Regions from separate parts of the Mus musculus genome. Here all the other regions are linked to region 2. Evidence: chromatin contacts called from public Hi-C data. All regions are on one chromosome and are shown on one strand. Each heading gives the region's core, a stretch centred on a gene start, on an enhancer-like site or on the middle of the called end of the contact. The rest is flanking DNA. Distances are from core to core; before and after follow the strand shown. Region 1 has its middle 280 kb from the start of Rbfox1. Region 2 has its middle 3.7 kb from the start of Gm26159. Region 3 has its middle 230 kb from the start of Rbfox1.

Evidence for each region. A called contact is a pair of places that touch in the nucleus more often than the background predicts.
Region 1: a contact with region 2 is called in a Hi-C map of stem cell-derived motor neurons, with 4 times the contacts expected there. The contact joins two enhancer-like sites. A contact is called at or near these places in 4 of 39 promoter capture datasets (cranial neural crest, frontonasal cranial neural crest, maxillary cranial neural crest and 1 more), 1 of 15 datasets of contacts at CTCF or cohesin (stem cell-derived epiblast-like cells), 27 of 484 Hi-C or Micro-C datasets (Sertoli cells, cardiomyocytes, cerebellar granule neurons and 17 more) and 1 of 115 datasets of contacts at active chromatin or transcription factors (astrocytes).
Region 3: a Hi-C map of cortical neurons shows a contact between it and region 2, with 5 times the contacts expected there. The contact joins two enhancer-like sites. A contact is called at or near these places in 5 of 39 promoter capture datasets (cranial neural crest, frontonasal cranial neural crest, hippocampal neurons and 2 more), 13 of 484 Hi-C or Micro-C datasets (cardiomyocytes, cerebellar granule neurons, cerebellum and 7 more) and 1 of 115 datasets of contacts at active chromatin or transcription factors (embryonic stem cells).

What each region holds. Positions count from the first base shown.
Region 1 is chr16:6,790,111-6,793,149 of GRCm38.p6, reverse strand. It overlaps a transcript of Rbfox1 not described here. Among named protein-coding and RNA genes, the nearest start is that of Rbfox1, 280 kb to the left of the region's middle. Within about 2 kb of position 1,324, at least 6 of the 459 cell types and tissues checked have an H3K27ac peak or open chromatin away from gene starts, as enhancers often do. A contact at or near this core is called in stem cell-derived motor neurons, where this site is marked.
Region 2 is chr16:8,331,587-8,335,060 of GRCm38.p6, reverse strand. No RefSeq gene overlaps it. Among named protein-coding and RNA genes, the nearest start is that of Gm26159, 3.7 kb to the left of the region's middle. Within about 2 kb of position 1,555, at least 51 of the 459 cell types and tissues checked have an H3K27ac peak or open chromatin away from gene starts, as enhancers often do. A contact at or near this core is called in cortical neurons, hippocampal neurons, muscle stem cells and 1 more, where this site is marked.
Region 3 is chr16:6,838,195-6,841,265 of GRCm38.p6, reverse strand. It overlaps a transcript of Rbfox1 not described here. Among named protein-coding and RNA genes, the nearest start is that of Rbfox1, 230 kb to the left of the region's middle. Within about 2 kb of position 1,470, at least 12 of the 459 cell types and tissues checked have an H3K27ac peak or open chromatin away from gene starts, as enhancers often do. A contact at or near this core is called in cortical neurons, hippocampal neurons and muscle stem cells, where this site is marked.

The sequences.
Region 1 (3,039 bases), core at 75-2,574, 1.5 Mb after region 2:
TGTGTGTTTGTGTGTGTGTGCTCAACTGTACACACTGTGACTGACAGTAGAGGAAGATGCAGGTCCCACCTGCAGGAAGCACCCATTCTCACAACAAGTCAGGGATCTTGTTCTTGGCACTGCAAGGTCTGAGCAGAGCTTGGAAAAGAGGAGTCATGAAATGAAAGCAGTGTCCTGCTCTTATCAAGGATCCTTAGGAAAGCCCGGTGATGAGAAAAATGGAACAACTTTCAGGTTGTGTCTGGTTGTAATTGGGCTCAGCTTCTTCAGATAGACTCACTCCAGACTCCAGGGGCAATACTATCTACATCAGAGGAAGTCCAGCAGCCAGGGTGTCCCAGCCTTTCCTGGAGACACTGTTGCTGTGCATTCAGGAGATACCACAAACTGTCAGTAAGAACCAGAGAAGCAGGGACAAAGCATAAGCTTTCTCTAACTCTGAGGCACAGGTGGACCAGTGCTCAGTGGTGGCAGGAATGTAAGGTTGGGTATAGAAGAAGGAAGAGTTGGTGCTTGCCTTGCTAGCTAAGGGTTGCAGGAGTAGAATGTCTGTTTGATGGGTCAGTCGGCACTTCCAAGGGACTAGAGACTCTCTTCCTCCATCCCTGTATAGAAATACCACAGCTGCAGAGACAGGCAAGGAGAGAATCTGTGGTGAGAGGTGTCAATATGTATAGATAAGGACCAAGTGTCAGAGGCAGGGAAACAGGGAGGAAAGTCAAGGCTTACTGATTTAGAAATATAAGCATCCTTTTCCTACTGAGTAACACAATTTCAAAAAGTCACTTAAATCTCTTTGTAAAACAAAGGCACACAGGTGAATCTACTACTTTAAGACAGCCTAGCAGTACTGTCTACTGTACAGTAGACAGCCTAACAGAACAGCGTAACAGAGCTGTGAAGGGACAAAAGCAACACCAGGCTGGAGACTGAAGTAAGCGTCCTCACATCCTGGGATGCAACAAAAAACTTCCTGCCTCCTCTTCTGCCTTGAACTCTGGCAATAGCTTGTAAAGAGCAGGCATCCCTAGTCTGCACAAAGGCCCTGTGTGGGCTTCTCCTGTCCCTGATATTCTCTTTGCACTGCCCCAAGGATCTGATTCAAATAGAGACTGGAGCATGCACTGGCGTCCCTTCATCTGGCTTTACCCACCCACCTAGGAAAAGGCTACCCAATACGTCCAAGTGTTGCAGGAAAACACTTGGACGAATCCAGAGCCCCCTTTCCAAGCTGGATACTTTTCTGCTTGGGTTTGTGAATCCCAGACCCAGGGCAGCATTAGGACGTGGATGCTGCAGTTTGAATCCCTACGTCGCCATCTGCTGGTCACTTCCTCTTAATACTGATGATCCTTAGGCACCTGCACTGGAGCCCAGCTTGAAGTCCCGAGGGCTAGACCACCTGATCCAGAGGACCAGTATTCTCCAGATCAGCACCTTCCCAAACATACGCCTTCTAGTCAACACCACTTAAACGCAGAGTCTAAAAGCACATGCCATTTCTTCTCAACCGGGAGCTTGGAAAAGACTAAGTTGCATTCCTTGGGACAAGTCTGTTTTTGCCTCTCCATGTGACCCTATGAACCCCACTGCTCTTTCCCCACCAGGCCTCATTTCCTTGTCCACCAAAGAAGTAGAATGAGGTGATTTTTAAGTGCATTTTCAATTTTGCTTTCTGTAACCTGGAAAACCTCCAAGCCCTTGCAAATGCCACTCTGGCTGAAGGCCAGTGTGAATTGGGAACAGTAGTCATGATCGCACCCTGGAATGGGCCTCACAGTAAGGACAGGAAGAGTGCTATCGGGGTAACGGCCAGGCCACAAGGCAAGGATGTGCAGCCATGCTCTAAGCTCTATGAATATCAGAAACAGAATCAGCAGAGCACACATCCAGTATCAACCAATCCCCTGAATACCAGCATGTGCCAGATGAGCAAGGATCTCCCAACATCTGCAGGAAGTTTTGCACGAGGGCTTATAATTATTGCCTATTATTAAAAAGTGAATGAGAGAGAAGCTATGGATTATAAATTCATGGTAGATTATGTTTTAATGTTCCCAAACAGAATAATAATTGCTAAAACTGCTTTGGGTATCAAGCTTCATTGCACTGAACTGAACTCCAAGAATTACTATTACTGTTATTATTATTATTTTAAAATCACTTATGGTACTGGGATGACATAATGTTACTATGGTATCCTCTGTCATGGAACTGTGCCCCACGTGCATTGAGGACCAAGGCAGGACATGAGTTCCAACACTATAAATTAAGGTGCGATTTGTAAATGCCTCATTAATATTTATTAAATGATGGTTAGATGCTCTTGCAATCCTTAATAAGATATTATAACCCATGTCATTAAAATGCACTAACAGCACATTCTTAGTGAGCCACACCATAGCCTGCTGTTAGGAGATGCCCAGCTTTTTATGATTTTCTTCCTAAATCCTTTCCTAAGATATGATGATCATGATGATAGAGAAACTTAAGTGGCTATCTGATCAAAATGTTCCCCCAGGAGGGAGGTGGATAAGAAGTCAAACTAAGGAGTCTTCCATACTTTCAATTCAGTTTCTAGAATCTCCAAATTTGATACTGTCGAAGGATATGAAGGATAAATATAAAAGTATAGTCTATGAAATCATCAAAGAATTAACAAAAAATATTATTCAAAAATAAGAACAACCCACCTATAGGGTTGCAGACCCCTTTAGCTGCTTAGGTACTTTATCTAGCTCCTCAATTGGGGGCCCTGTGTTCCATCCAATAGCTGACTGTGAGCATCCACTTCTGTGTTTGCCAGGCCCCGGCATAGCCTCACAAGAGACAGCTATATCAGGGTCCTTTCAGCAAAATCTTGCTGGTGTATGCAATGATGTCAGCGTTTGGAGGCTGATTATGAGATGGATCCCCAGGTATGGCAGTCTCTAGATGGTCCATCCTTTCGTCTCGGCTCCAAACTTTGTCTCTGTAACTCCTTCCATGGGTGTTTTGTTCCCAATTCTAAGAAGGGGCAAAGTGAGCTAAAGGGATCTG
Region 2 (3,474 bases), core at 306-2,805:
CCTACCAGAGGCTATAGCCCTGAAGAAAAGGACTTTTCCTATCACCAGCAACCATTAACTGCCAACAGCTCCTCAAATGGGAGTCATGGTCTCAGGAGCTACTTTCCAGCCTGTGCTGGAATACTGGCTGGACTCAGTGTTATCAAATCTTGTGAGTTTTTGAGTGGGACATACATGTACACATGTCCAGAAGATATAGCTTCACTGTCCTTATAAAGATTCTGAATCCTTCCTAAGGGAAACTTCCCCAATGCACAGGCTTACTTTGGAACATGGTCCTGCCTCTCTCTACTTTTTATGTATCCGTGTCCTTCCTCCTGGTCATTGCTGCCTGTCCAAATTGTTCTGGCACATCACAGCAGAAGGCAGACTTCCTATGGGGGATTCTTTAATATTCCCTCTATTTATTTTCAGAAAAAACAAACCACCTTTGTAGGCATGTTTCCATACTAACAATCATGCTCACATAGTACTCTGTATCAGATACACTTTGCCTTACTGGACTGTGAGCTCCTTAAGGACTGATGATCCACCGATGACATTTTCTGTTGACAATAATAGAACGCCAGTTTCTGTTTTCTTAGAAGATAGATGAAGGGCCTAGGGCCCAGGCCACCATCAGATGTATTTTCTCCTGGGCTTAGCTCTCTTTGCCTGATTTGCCTTTGCTTTCTTGCAGGTTCTACTCTAGGGGCAAGTGCAGCTGCCTTCTCCTCTGGTGAACTTAGCTCAGTTCCAAGGGTTACCTTGGAATGTTGATGCCCTGGAACCATTTTAGTGGATAAGAAAAGAGATGCTTTGAACATCTCCAACCCTGGCACTGAAGGTGATCTGAGCGGGCTCCAGGGACTTGCACAGCTCAGAAGCAAGAAAGTAGGTGGAAATTGGAGAGAGATTACTTAATACCTCAGGAGTTCATTCGGCTCATGTCCTTAACACACAGCACATAGGTAATTAGTAGACATCTATTGAGTAAACCTGTAATACAAACACCAGCTTTCTATTGCCTATTCAGATGAAGGAGTATAATACTCTGAATGGTGGACAGGACAGGGCAGATGTGTGACATTAAGCCCACAGTGTTTGGACTGGATATATGACAGGTGGGCTGTAGATGAAGCCCTGGCAGCGTTTCCTAGCACGTGCAGGGCTTGAGATGAATCCCCTGCACTCCAAAAGCCAAATAAGAGGTGCACGATCATTTGTTAATCTTTTTTACATCAGGGAAAATGTTTCAGATATTTGGAAAGTTACAAAAAAGATCTCAACCCTTTTGTTCATGGATGCTGCTGTGGTCCCTCTTGAGAGTCTGAAAGGGACAGACAGACTCTCAGGAACTGCTGCACCGTGCCCGTGCTTCTCATGGCAGTTCTCTGGCAGTTCTTGGGTCCTCAGGATCTCCAGATCGTACAGCTTTGTCTTAAGGGCACAGTGGGCTTTGTGCGATTCACAGTCCTTCATTGTTTTCCAAAATTTCCTCCTGGAACTACCCTGACTCAAGGCTAGAGGGCATTGTGTGACCACAGAGAAGCTGTATCCTCCTGGACTCTTCGGCTTTTCACACAAAAAGGCTTGCTCACAGCTCAGCTAACTAGTGAGCTCTTCCCGTTCCCAGGAGGGAACGAAGCCAGCCCCCTGTGAAGCAAAGGATGGGGACAGGGGGAGAAGAGCCACCAAAGTGTTTCCCTCATTTGTATGTTGATGAAATGTCTGCATTTCCCCTAGAGCTCAAGAGCCTGGTTTGGATTGATTTCGCAGCAAGGATCTTGGTGTGTAGGGATATGCTGCAGATGAGGCTCAGGGTCCCTGCCCTGCCTGCCTATGGCTTCCTGTGGGATTTGGGGGAGGCCCCTTCTCTTGACTGAATCTGAGTCTCAATGCTCTTATCTGTAAATCTCGACACTGGATTAGGTGCTCCCAGGATAGATGTGATGCATGAGGCTTCTCTGGAGTGAAGATTTCAGGAGTGGAGGAGAAGTGAGGAGGAAGAAGATTGCAACCAAAAGGAGACTAGATTTCAAATGCATCAGGAAATCCCACAAGGGTGTGGGCAAGACAAATGCAGCCAATGCATGTGAGACCGGGAAAAGGCCCTTTCAGAAGACTAAATCGTGTGCATATTAATGCAGTCTGCTTAATCCAAAGGGAAAGCAGCTGTGGGTAAACAGCCTTTAACACAGTCTCAGGGACCAGCAACTCTTGGTGTAACCCTCTTCCCTTAAGTGTAGACTCAGTCTAGTGACTCATTTCTGACTAGCAGCAAGAAACCGAGACCCTTAGCCCAACAGACCACTAAGAAATAAATCCTGCCAAGAGATTTCCCACCTGAGTGAGGTGAGGAATGGAGGCTTGTCCAGTTAAACCTTTGGATTAGACTTCAGACCTCTTTGACAGCTTGATTATAGACCCCGAGGGAAGCTGAGGCACCTACTAAGCCACGCCTGGATTCCTGACCCACTAAGTACTGACACATCAGGGCATTGTGTTATAGAACCATCGACAACTAACATGCTAAAACAGTGGCTTTCAAATAATTTGTTCTTTCTCTGTGTGTATGAACACACACATGTGCATATGTGTTTCTATGTGTGTGTGTGTGTGTGCGCACGTATGTGCATGTCTGGAACAGAGGACAGCTTCTATTATCATTCCTCAGTATATGATCTACCTACTGATTTTTGAGACAGGGTTTTGACAGACTCAAGACTTTCCAAGAAAGCTAGGCTAGCCAGTTAGCCCTGGGGATGCCCCTGTCTCCATCTCTTAGTGTTGGTATTACACTGTCATGTCCAACTTTTTCACATGGGCTCTGAGAATTGAATCAGGTTTTTACGCTTGTGCAGTGAATACTTTTCTGACTGAGCAATTTCATGGCCCTTCAGACTGTTCTCTTTCTTAGTAGTGTGAATTAGGGGGGTGTTATTTTAGACTATCTATCATCTATCTATCTATCTATCTATCTATCTATCTATCTATCTATCTATCTATCCTGTGTGTGTGTGTCTGTGTGTGTGTGTCTGTGTGTGTAACAGAGGATAGCCTCTATGTGCATGCATGGAGGGAGATCAGAGGACAACTTACAGAAGTCAGTTCTCTCCTTCCACCATGGGATGGAATTAGGTGGGTAGGCTTGGTGGCGACTGTCTTCACTTGCTCAGGCATCTTACTGACACAGGTACATTTAAAAAATTTCTCCAGGCCGTGGTTTTGTTATTTGCAAGGGATGACAGTGTTGTCTAAGTGATGTCACGTGTGAAAACTGTGTGATGAAATGTCTAGAGGAGGAACACTGAATGACTACAGCTGTCGCCATCACTGATGATGCTGTTTCTCTTGGGACCCTCTTCTGCTCTGTGTGACTGTTTTGCCTCTCTGTACCTATCTTCCTCCTCCTTCTCATTCTTCCTGTGTCTTCTTTCCCATTCCTCTTCCTCCACCTTCAGTTCTTCTCCCTCCTTCCTGTATCCCCCCTAT
Region 3 (3,071 bases), core at 221-2,720, 1.5 Mb after region 2:
TGTTTTAAGCAAATAAAACACTCAGCTTTCATCTAAAATGTTCAAACCCAACATGAGAAATAAGGAGTTATTTGTACAGGAGACATATATGTATATGTATACACAGCCATCACTTCTCAGCACGCTGCTTTGTAATTAAATGAAATTCTACGCAGCTACAAGTGAGAGAGAATTTGCTCCATGCTTAAAACGACATTCCTAGATCTGCTCTTTACTCTGAATTCACCACCAATGTCTCAAAAAAAAGAGAGAGAAAGCAACATATTCCCCTACTCCACACATGCACATTGTACACGTACCCACATGTACGTGTGCGGACACACATACACACACATTTTTTTTTGTTTCCCTTCGCACGTGAAAATAAAATTGTAGCTCAGCACTAATGAAGCAAGTCTTGCCTAACTCCCACTGGAAAAGCCTGCACATGTACCGTAGCCATGCAAGATTATCCTGCATCGGCATAATCACCTTACACGAAATACGATTACTCTAGGCTGCAATTTTTATACCCGAAGTCAATTTATTAATCAGAGAAAGACAGAGAGAATGAGAGAGAGAGCGAGAGAGAGAGAGAGAGAGAAAGAGAGAGAGAGACTACCTACCCACAAATACATCATCATCTTGCAAGAGAAATCAAAGGCTCTGTCAGCAAACAGAAGTCTCCTCACTTCACCAAGAGTATCTGGAAGAAAAACTGAAAACCACTCGGTAGAGATTCTTGCCTTTTCCTGCCAAGTCCTCAGAGTCCCTCTTATTTCCTTACACCAGGTTTGCTATGATTGTTTATGAGTTTATCAGGACAGCATTCCTTCAGTGGCAACGTGTGTGGAGTGACTTGCTCCGGGCTGCTTGCTTCTCTCTCTCTCTCTCTCCCTCTCTCTCTCTCTCTCCTCTCTCTCTCTCCTCTCCTCCTCTCCCTCCCCTCTCCTCCTCCCTCCCCCTCTTTCCTTTCCCTTCCTAACTCTTGCCTTTTCTTCTCGCTCTAGTCAAGACTGCTTAGGTAAGAATTCTTGGGGTGGCTGTCTCATGAGCAAATCTAGTACTTCAGGCAGCAAGCATAGTGGGAACACAGACACTGTTGAGACCGCTAGTGGTGAGGGTGATAATGATAACAGTAACAATAAAAAATAATAATAACAATAATAGCCTGGTATGATCAGTAAAGGCAGGTGCTATAGCAAATCCTGACAGCGAGGAGGAGATTCCCAAAGTCCCTACTGGAGGAATTTACTGGAGGGTTGATCCTCAGAGGCAAGCATATCAGCACAGAGCTGGCGACTCGGAGATTTTTTTTTTAAGTCGAAGCTCCAGCTGCAGAGAAAAGAACATGTGCCTCTCCCGGCTTCCCCTTTATCTCTTTAAATGTACTTCAGATAAAAGCAGCATCCAGTTAGGTCAAGGCCTCCCCAGACTCATTCCTCTTCGCTCCACATGCTCAGCACACTTGTCTACAGCCATCTACCGGCTCCATCGTGTCACTGCGGGCTTAGAGACTGTGGGTCTTGCTTGCTGCAGCAGCTGCTGCCTGTCCATGTCTGCCTTGCTTGGCTCTCAGCTTGGGTTTGTATCGGAATCTGGGAGGGGGAAAGGAACAGATAGCCTTGGAAGCCTGTGTGCCAGTCTATCAAATCAAAAGAAAAGCCAACCCCCACCAGCAACAGTCAGCAAATGGAAAGCTCCGAAGACTTGCTGGCATGAATGTTTAGCCTTCTTAAACCAAGGGAAGGAATTGTGCACATGTTCCCAGCAGCACGGCTGATTTTGTTGCATGTGGAGAATGCAAGCATGCATGTGTATATGTGTTTAAGTGTGTGTACATATGTGTAAGTGTGCATTCTTCTATGTATGTCATGTAGGTATGCTTGTGTGTGTGTGTGTGTGTGTGTATGCTCGAGAGCGAGCGTGTGTGTGTGTTTGTGTGTGTGTCGCTGTGTGTGTGTTTATTACTTCTTTTCCCTCATCCTGTGCAATTACAGACCTGGAAAATTTTGCAGGGTGCATAAAACTTGATCATGTTGACAAGCTCTCCTTAGAAAATGCACAGGCTAGATGCACAGCTAAGATTTCCTGAAATTATCCAAAAAATTTTGCCCATGAATCAATTCCCCTTTATTAGTTGTTCTTTTTTAATCCATTTTAAATTGTATACTTTATCTTGAAAATTATCTCCATTACTGAAATGCATCGTGAAGGAGAGGACGGGGAATACAATTTGCCCAGCATATTAATTGATGCAGAACTCAATTATTGATATATGGATAAGGGAGAAATTAATATTAAAACACATGGTAGCCTTTAAGGGAAAGGGAGAAGATGAACTTGTGCTCTGAGTGGAGTCTTGGTCATTAGTCTCATCTTTATACATCATACAGAGGAAACCATGGAATTAAGTCTCTCATTCATTTATATTTCTCCTTAAAACTACATAAAGCAAAATGTCACCTAAATAATTAAAGTGCGTTAGCTAAATTGTGGAGTCATCTACAGAGCTGAGCAGGTGGTGAGGCACCTGTTAACGTATCCCATAGACAGGACCATCATGATGCATAATAGGCAAGGGGGTGGGAGGAGCAATGACCATGTCTTTTTGTAAAATAGTGACCAACAGAAGCACAGCAATGGAAACCACAAAGAAATGGCACTTAGACACAAAGTCCTCAGCTGGAAAATATGCAAATCATAGGGCTGGTGTGATGGAGCAGTCAGTGAAGTCCACAACTGGCTTTGCAAACCAGAGGATGTTGCTTGGATCCACAAAACCCACATAAAGAAACTCCTGGGTATGGAGGCGCACTCTTGTAATTTTTAGGCAGGGCATGCTCGGGGCTAATGAGTCAAAGATCACAATCATATCAGCATGATTCAGTTCAAACTGAGAGACCCTGTCTCAACAAAAGGGAGAATAACTAAAGAAGACACCAAAGGTTAACCTCCTCTTCACACACACAGACACACCCACCTCACATGCAAATACATGTACACACACAGTTCTTCACATATAGAGACACCCCTAAATATATGAAAGTACGTATGCACACACACTCAGGTCTTCACACACAGAGACACAC